2 separate regions of the Ovis aries genome follow, and region 2 is linked to region 1. The links are chromatin contacts, called in public Hi-C maps. All regions are on one chromosome and are shown on one strand. The core of a region is the stretch at or near the end of the contact, and the rest is flanking DNA. Distances in the headings are between cores, read along the strand shown.

Region 1 (3,870 bases), core at 311-2,810:
AATTATTATGCTCATTTGAAAATTATATTTGCAAATGATAAATATATAAATTTGTAAAACTACTATACTTATTAACAAATATTTGAGTTCTTATTGTTTCATAATACTGTGTTAGTTACTGTGGGAAAAAAGAAAACATAATTTCTGCCCACCACAGAATTTAATTAAGATAAATGTACATGTGTAACCAGGTAGGGTAGGGATGGGAAGATTTAGATGTAAGTATTGGGCAAATTCCAGGAGATGGTGAAGGACAGGGAAGCCTGACGTGCTGCAGTTCCTGGGGTCACAAAGAGTTAGACACAATTTAGTGTCTGCACAAACAAAAACAAAAAACAGCGTTGGCGTTCTCCAGAGTCCAAACAGAAACTAGTTTTACAATTAGGAAATCCTTTTATATGTTATCACAGCATGGCATAAGAACAGAACAAACTGGGGTAGGAGGGTCTTTAAATACTGGCCCTAGAGAATTTAAAAGAATCTTTCCTGTCTTTTGAAGTCAGCTACAGGTACAGAGACAGTAAATAATGTATATTTGTACTCACTGCCTATGTAATCATCTCTTTAGATTTCCAAACAACTCATAGTGTTCAGATAACATGCTTTCTAAAGAAGTATTTTATATTCAACTACCAACAGTCTTAGTAACTCTCTTATTCCTCTTATGTGCTGAGTGCAGTCGGAGGAAGAGGAATTGGAGTTGGTGAGTGTGGGTTTCTACTTGAATGGAATTGAAAAAAATATGGAAAGTACTAATTCTTTTCAGTGTTTTTATCTGAGTAATGTTCCCTTTATTACACAGATTTTTTTTTTTCTTGCTGTTAAATACTGTCCAAACATTTTGAATAACTGAACCAAGCACTGGTACTGCAGAATGTGGTTTTTCTACTCATAATTATGTATCTTGACCTGTTTTATTTGTTCTGGAAACTTTGGAATAGAGCCTTTATAAACAATAGCTGTCCATGATCACAAGACATGTTAAAGAATTTTTTAGGGAAAGATATAAAATACCTTATATAGTTCCCCAAGTTATTAATATATTTTTAGAAAATGACTTCACCCTCACAGTTCCTCAGATTGTAACACACTGTCTTGTGTTGTTTCTCTTTCTTTCAAAAAGATTACATCATTTTTGGTGAGGTCACCTTTTTCACAGAGTTAGAATTATTTCATCCTGCATGAGACAATCTGAACCACAAGGGGGTTCCCTGTTTATTAAAACGAATGTCTTTAATTGAACATACATAAACTTCCTTTTTTTCTATCAGAAGATATTCTGTCCTTAATAGTAGCTGTTACTTTTTTTCAAAAACAAATGATTTCTATTGGCTTTTCTTCTAGAAAATAAATTTGACTAAAAATAACTTTCAGTGGCTCTTTCTTTGGGAACTAAAACTCAAACCTCACAGAACTGATCTTCTGATGTCAAAGTCAGCTGCTAATTAGGTGACTTTAAGGGAACTAAAGACTTGAAAATGTGTAGTTTTTAGCATGGACAGGGGTTTAGATTGCATGAAAGCATGGGGGAAAGGCATCTGTTCGTTTTACATTTTATTATTACATATATATGCATGCTGGTGTGTTTTGCACAGTTTGTTTCTTTTCGAATAAGGTTGTCTGTGCTCTGTCCTTAAAATTAGAGATTATTCTTTAACTTTGTGATCACTCTCACAGTTTTGGATGTGGTTTCACATTGGGTAACTGAAATACACTGAAAGTGATGAAAGTGAAAGTCGCTCAGTCGTGTCTGACTCTTTGCGACCCCAAGGACTATACAGTCCATGGAAATCTCTTGGCCATGGAATTCTTGTGGTGTTGGATTATATCATGTGCAGATTTTAAGTATCTTTTGGGGAAATACTTTACTTACTGATACAATAATGATTAGCAAATGATAGTTTAAATAATTTGTCTTAGATTAAATCTCACTATTTATACCCTTAAGAATTTAATCATAAATGCTTCCTTGTGAATTTATGAATTATCTAGCAGTATGTTGCCCTCTAGTGGCTGTTGAAATCAATGCCATTGAGATTATGAGCCTTGATGGGTAGAACCAATATATTGGAGTGTCACCGTTTTACAGACACACACACCACCACCGCCACCCCATCTTGAGGTCACATTAGGAGATTCCGTGGAGGTGAGGGTAGGGCATGGATAGAGCCAGGCTAGACCATGTCATACTGTGTTTTTCACCTAGTATTTGACTCTTGAAGTTTCAGTGACAAAATTTGTGAGAACAGATCTCTGTTCTCTCAAAGTAGATCTCTGTGTCAAAAATTCACTAAAATTTTTAACTTGATGCTGAGACAGAAATGTATATTTAGTTGTTATATGTTGACTTTTACATTCCTTAAAGTATACCGTCAATTACAAAATCTCAAAGGTAAATTTCTAAGTATTTGAAGATTGTAAAATCTAGCACATAAAAATACTTTTGATTAAGAACTATTTAACCAAAAACTGTAAATAGTCATTGATATTCTCTAAAACTTAAGCTAATTCAAATTCTAAAACTTAATTAAAATGCAGAGCTCTGTGTGTAGAACCAAATCACAATCAGAGACACAATCTGTTAGAATCTAGAAAGTTGTTCAGATTGGCTTGAGCTCTAGAATAGAATCATGAGTGGCTCTGACCCAGAGTGAGTGCCCGGGAACCTGCACTAAAGGCCCGTTTAGAGCCAGGCTATAAAGATGCCTTTAAAAGTCTTGCAATTCTAGAACAACTCTCCTTTCTGACAGCTCCAAGGGAATAGCTATGGATCAGAAGGAATAACTATATTTACCTTAAAAAGAAAAAGCCAGTTATGTAGAAATCTTGGGCCAGAGTATCTTAGAACAATTTAAGGATATATCTTACATTTCTGAAGTACTTAATTTATCAAAGCACTTCTTACTGTTGCCCTACTAGATTCTCACAGTAGCACTACCGAGCAGCAGTGCAGCGATCACCGTCTTCTCTGCTTTGGAGAGGGTCAAGGATTTTTCCAGTGCTCAGGAATTAGTGAATCTGGGGCAAGAATCAGGCCAGTATAGCCTGAGTGGTCTTTCTAGTATCCTCTAACTTAAGATTGGATAGAAAATACAAACTAAAAAGAAATAAAATGAGATATGAAATATCTAGATCTAACCAAAGGTCTTCTATCTGATTTCCATTTGAAATGGTAATAGAGAAAACTGAATGACATCCTACTTTCTGTAATCTCAGGGGCACTGAGTTATACTTTGGTATGGCTTAGGTCCCCTAAATGTCAGTTACCAGGCTGTAACTTCTTCATTTAGAAAAAAATAAGCCTGGAGTTAGGCTTTAGCCTTCTTGTGTTCTAACCACATGGAACTTGGAGTCTCTGTTTCGCTGATTCTCAGTTTTAGAACGTGTTTGCTTGAGGCAGCATTGTGAGAAACTGCTCTTTGATACCCATACCCTTACAGAATGGTGACTGTCTTAAACTGACTTGATTATTCTGTAGTTCATTTTGTTTCACTCCCACTGTAGATGGGATGCTGTGTAGATGCAGTCGGTCAGCAAGCATTTACCGCTGGTCATCCGCAGCCCTATCAGAAGTATTATATTTTATTTTAAAACTCTCTACTCAAAGCTTCTCCATTCATAAGCGTCCGGAGAAGGGATACATGGCTGAGTCTGCCATTAAAAAACAGGTCAATGGCGGATGATGGGAGAGGCTCTGCATGTATAGATAGGGTCAGGGAGTATATGGTAAATCTCTGTACCTTTTCATCAATTTTTCTGTGAACCTAAAACTGTTCTTTAAAAAAATCTTAATAAAAATTTATATCTAAATACATACACATATACATATTTGTGTGTTTACTGCAGGATCTCGGGGAAGGAAATATGAAT
Region 2 (4,047 bases), core at 800-3,299, 170 kb before region 1:
TAGGCAGCCTGAACTGAGTCTTCTGTACCTCCAAGAAGGTCAGCTTCTGCCAAGGGTGGTAGATGGGAAGGAACAATGAGAGTATGAAAAACTCTTTCAGAAAAATGTGTTCTCATTGTCCCTCTTCTCTTTCCAGGATGAAGAGTAGGTGAATGGGGAAGCCATTGCTTGTGGGCCCTCCACCGCACCATTTTCTGAAGGAAAACTTTTCAACACTGTTTTCTTGCAGCAGAGAAGCCAAATCCAGCTGGGTCTGCAGCTTCTGGCAGGTTAAAAAGTGTGCATTTCCACATGGTTTGCAGGGTCACACCAAATTCTAACACTTTTTTTTTTTCTTTAAACCTTCCTGCTACTGATTCCTCTGAACACATTGTGGAACTCTGAGCAGAACTCCAGGTTAATCTGCCTGTGGCTGGTGTTTGTGTGCCACTTTTGTGTTGGGCTCTCCCCAGCAGGTTGCCTTGTTCTTGAGGGAGGAAGCCTGCTAGTCTCCAGCTTCCTTTGAAACTTCCCAGTTCCTCTACCCATAGCCTCTGCGAATCTGCTCACTCACCCCAACCACTTTGTTTTCAAGTGCCTTGGGAATGAATTTTTCATCTTCAAACGAATATAATTATTTGGCTCTGTGTCCACTGCATAGGTGCAGAGATAGGCAGTGTGGCTGTAGAAACGCCAGGCGAACAGCCTTCACGATGCAAAGACCACAACGGCTCACCTCCTAATGACCACCCTCGACAAAAACCAACAGCTCCCTAAACGCATCTCCTTCGCACCTCTCTAAGAAAAGGCAGTACGCAGGCTGGTCAGGAGTTCAAGTGCCCAGTGCCCTCCTCTTCAGCTGTAACCTCAGAAGGTCACTTCAGCACTCGAGCTTCCTTTTCTTCCTATGTAAAATGGGAATAGAAACTGAATCTACTTCATAGGGATGTTGTAAGGATGACGAGCTATCAAATGCAAACTATTCACACCGTTCAGCACTCAAGGTATACCAGCTGCGCCTACTAGCAACTATTACTAGTAGTAAAGGCTAGTAGGTCGAGTCTCTCTTGGGACGCAGGGAGCCTGGCTGACCACCCAGAAAGGCGTCGCCCACCTTCCACGCAGCTTCAAGTCCCGCTGTCTGGGGGGGGGGTCGGGGGCCCGACCTGCCTCGGCGTGCCAGCGGCCTGGGTCCCACCGCGCTCGCTCAGGGCAGGTGGGCTGGCGGCAGCCCCGGCAAAAACACAGGTGCGGCACCGGCCGCACCGAGGCCGTGGGCGGGGCGAGCGGAGGTCGGGGGCGCCGGGTGCGCCCCGCGGGGGGGCTCCGGTGGCGGCTCCAGAAGTCCGGCGGGCGAGATCCGGGCCCTCCGGAGCGACGCCGCCTGGCACCGGACTCGCGGCCACGCCGGCGCGCGCCCCGACGCCGGCCCCGCCCCCGGGAGCCCCGCCCCTCGGCACCCCGGGCTGCCCGGCGCGAGCGGCCGCGCTAGGCGACCCGCCACACGCCTCGTCACCGGAGCTGCTCCCGGCTGGGCCTCGGCGGCTGGTCGGGGAGGCCGCCGCGGGGGAGGCGGGGGCTGCGGGGCGCGACGCCGCCGGGCCGCCCCGCCCTGGGAGGCGCCCGAGTCCTCATCAAGTGACCAATATCCCTTCCAGGAGAACACGGTCCTTCTGAGGGAAGCGGGCTCCGGCGCGCTGCCCCGGCGCCAAACCGCCGTCATCTCCTTCCTGTGCCGGGTGATTCGTCTCCTCACCCACCCGAAAAAACATAGTCCGCCCCGCGCGCCTTTGTGGGGCAGTGCTCTTCCTCACACGGTGTGGCTCTCCTGGCCCGTAACCTTTGTCTTTCCCACTCTAAGTGCTCTGGGCCCCACCAGGAGGATAACTCAGCCCTGAGAGAGAACCTGAAGGGAGACGCTAAAGAGGGAGCAAGGGGAAGGCAGGGAGAGGCGAGCCTGGCGGAGGAACACAGCGGGCCGTGGGGGCAGTGCGCACGCGCGCCGACTGAACGAGTTCCGGTCTGGCCGGGGCCTGGCTCCTAAAAATAGCCCCGGTGTGGGGATCCGTGCGCGGATGTCCCGGCGAGTCCGGGGCTGAAGGAGGCGGCTCCGGGCGGCGCGGAGCGCGGGTGGCGGGCCCTGGCTGCGGCGTGTGCGCGCCCGCCCGCATTCGCCGGAGACCGGGTGAGGGCCGCGGGCGACAGGGCTCGGTTGGTGGGGGTCGGTGGGGCCCGAGGGGGCTGCGTCTCGGCGAGAGGACCGGGTGAGGGCTGGGGGGCGCCGGGGCGGGGGGCGGCGCCGCTCGGGAGGGGCGCCCGCGGGGCCCCCGGGACGGCGGCGCGGCGCGGCGTCCCGCTGGCGGGGGCCGGGGCGGAGGCGCGCTGCGGCGGGCCGGGTGGGGTGCGGGGAGGCGGCGAGCAGTGGTCGCGTCGGGGTCGGCGCCTCCCGTGGGGGTGGGGGCGGGGTGCCCCGAGGGCGGGCCCGAGGGCTGAGGGGCGTCGCGGGCCGGCTGAGGGAGGCGCGGCGGCGCGGGCTGGGCGCTCGGAGCCTCCCGGGGCGCACGTCGCGTCTGGGGCTGGGGGGCGGTGGCGGACGTCGCCTCCTTGAAAGTTGAGGGAGTTCCCTGGGGGTCCGAAGGCTCTCTGTGGGGAAACGCCCGAGGGCCCCTTGCTTAACCTTGCCGTGCGAGGCAGGGGTCTCCCCGAAGCGACTGACCCCTGCTGCGGGAGGCGTTTTGCGCTCTTGTTGGAAGAAGTTCCCTCACTTCTGTTTTGGAAGAAGGTTGGTCTAACGGAGCGGAACTCTCTGTGTGTGTTGGTGTGTGTGTGTGTCACTGGCCGGTTCGGTACTTGCGGCCAGAAGGTGGCCTGGGCCGGGGGCACCTGCGGGTGCGGACTCCCGACGGTGCGGGGAGACGTCGCGGGGGAGAAGGGGCTGCGTAGGGAACCGCTCGCTGCCCCCCGGACGTCCATCCAAAGTAGATCCCGGCTCGCAGGGAAGGTTTTCTGTGATGGAAACTTTGTCCTTCAGTTCGATTCCGTCTGTCTTTGATCCATGAGGATCCCTTAGTAGGTGAGATAGTGTAACAAGTTTGGAAATGGTGAGCGTTTCTGCATTAGAAAAAACAAGTTGTTGTGTTCTCCGCCCCCCCCCCCCCTTTAAGTGTCACTGTAAAAATGTCCTCAGACCTGATGACTTGATTCCTGAGATAAGAAGCGAGCATCCTGTCAGGATCCGGTAGGGATCCATGTGCGGATTGAAGAGTCATAGCACAATGTTAACCTGCATTTTAGTTTATAGTGAGATTGTGATTCTAATAAGTGTGCTTTTAAAAAGGCCTGCTGTGGTGTGTTAAGTTACGTGTATTTTTTAAAAAAATATTGTCTGAAAATTGTCAAGTTTTAGTGCAGTATGTTTTCCATGTGTATTTTTTTTTTTTTTTTGTAAATAGAGAGAAGGTTCCCTAAAGCTGTAATTAGGTGTACATTACACAAGAGCACTTTTCCTTTAAGAATCCAGCTGTGTTGTTTTGGCAACTGCCAAGTACTCCAGTTGTCAGTTTTAAAATCTGTGTTACCTTGGCAGTACTTGTACAGTCTGTGGCAAAGGTAAACAAAATAGCTTAAAGATTTTTTTCCTGCAAACACAGAAATGGCTTTTATTTTAGTATGAATTTAAGAAATGAGGATAAAATAACCCTTGTTTATTATGACTTTTGTATGTACATCTTTTGGTTTGGTTCATTTTTGAAGTTATAAGTCTTTACTCATGTCTTTTCCTGTGAATGGCAGCTTTTGTTTTAGGAAAAAAGTCAAAAGTGTCTTTACTAAAGTGGATGACAAATTTAGTTAGACTTTATATCAAACAATGAACGCATGTTGTGTGTCTAGTTCTGTATGATGATGCACTAACCGATTCTGAAATCATTTTTAATTCTCACTGAGCAGTGTAGTAAAGTGTAAAAAGTTGTGGTAATGGTGTTGCAGTGAAAATACCTGAAAGAGTGCTTCCAGTGAAAGTTTATTTACTAAAGCCATTGTGAGGTAGTAGTGATCTCTCTAAACACA

Evidence for each region. Hi-C and Micro-C count contacts between places; a contact is called where the count stands out from the background.
Region 2: a contact with region 1 is called in a Hi-C map of hypothalamus, with 2.8 times the contacts expected there. The contact joins the promoter of MEF2A here to the enhancer-like site in region 1. A contact is called at or near these places in 2 of 16 Hi-C or Micro-C datasets (hypothalamus and liver).

Annotation. Positions count from the first base shown.
Region 1 is chr18:6,278,166-6,282,035 of ARS-UI_Ramb_v3.0, reverse strand. It overlaps MEF2A (myocyte enhancer factor 2A), which reads left to right. Exons shown (of 11, transcript XM_060401555.1): 8 at 680-703. Among named protein-coding and RNA genes, the nearest start is that of LYSMD4, 56 kb to the right of the region's middle. Within about 2 kb of position 1,560, at least 13 of the 54 cell types and tissues checked have an H3K27ac peak or open chromatin away from gene starts, as enhancers often do. A contact at or near this core is called in hypothalamus, where this site is marked.
Region 2 is chr18:6,452,610-6,456,656 of ARS-UI_Ramb_v3.0, reverse strand. MEF2A (myocyte enhancer factor 2A) reads left to right here and starts at 2,049. Exons shown (of 11, transcript XM_060401555.1): 1 at 2,049-2,164.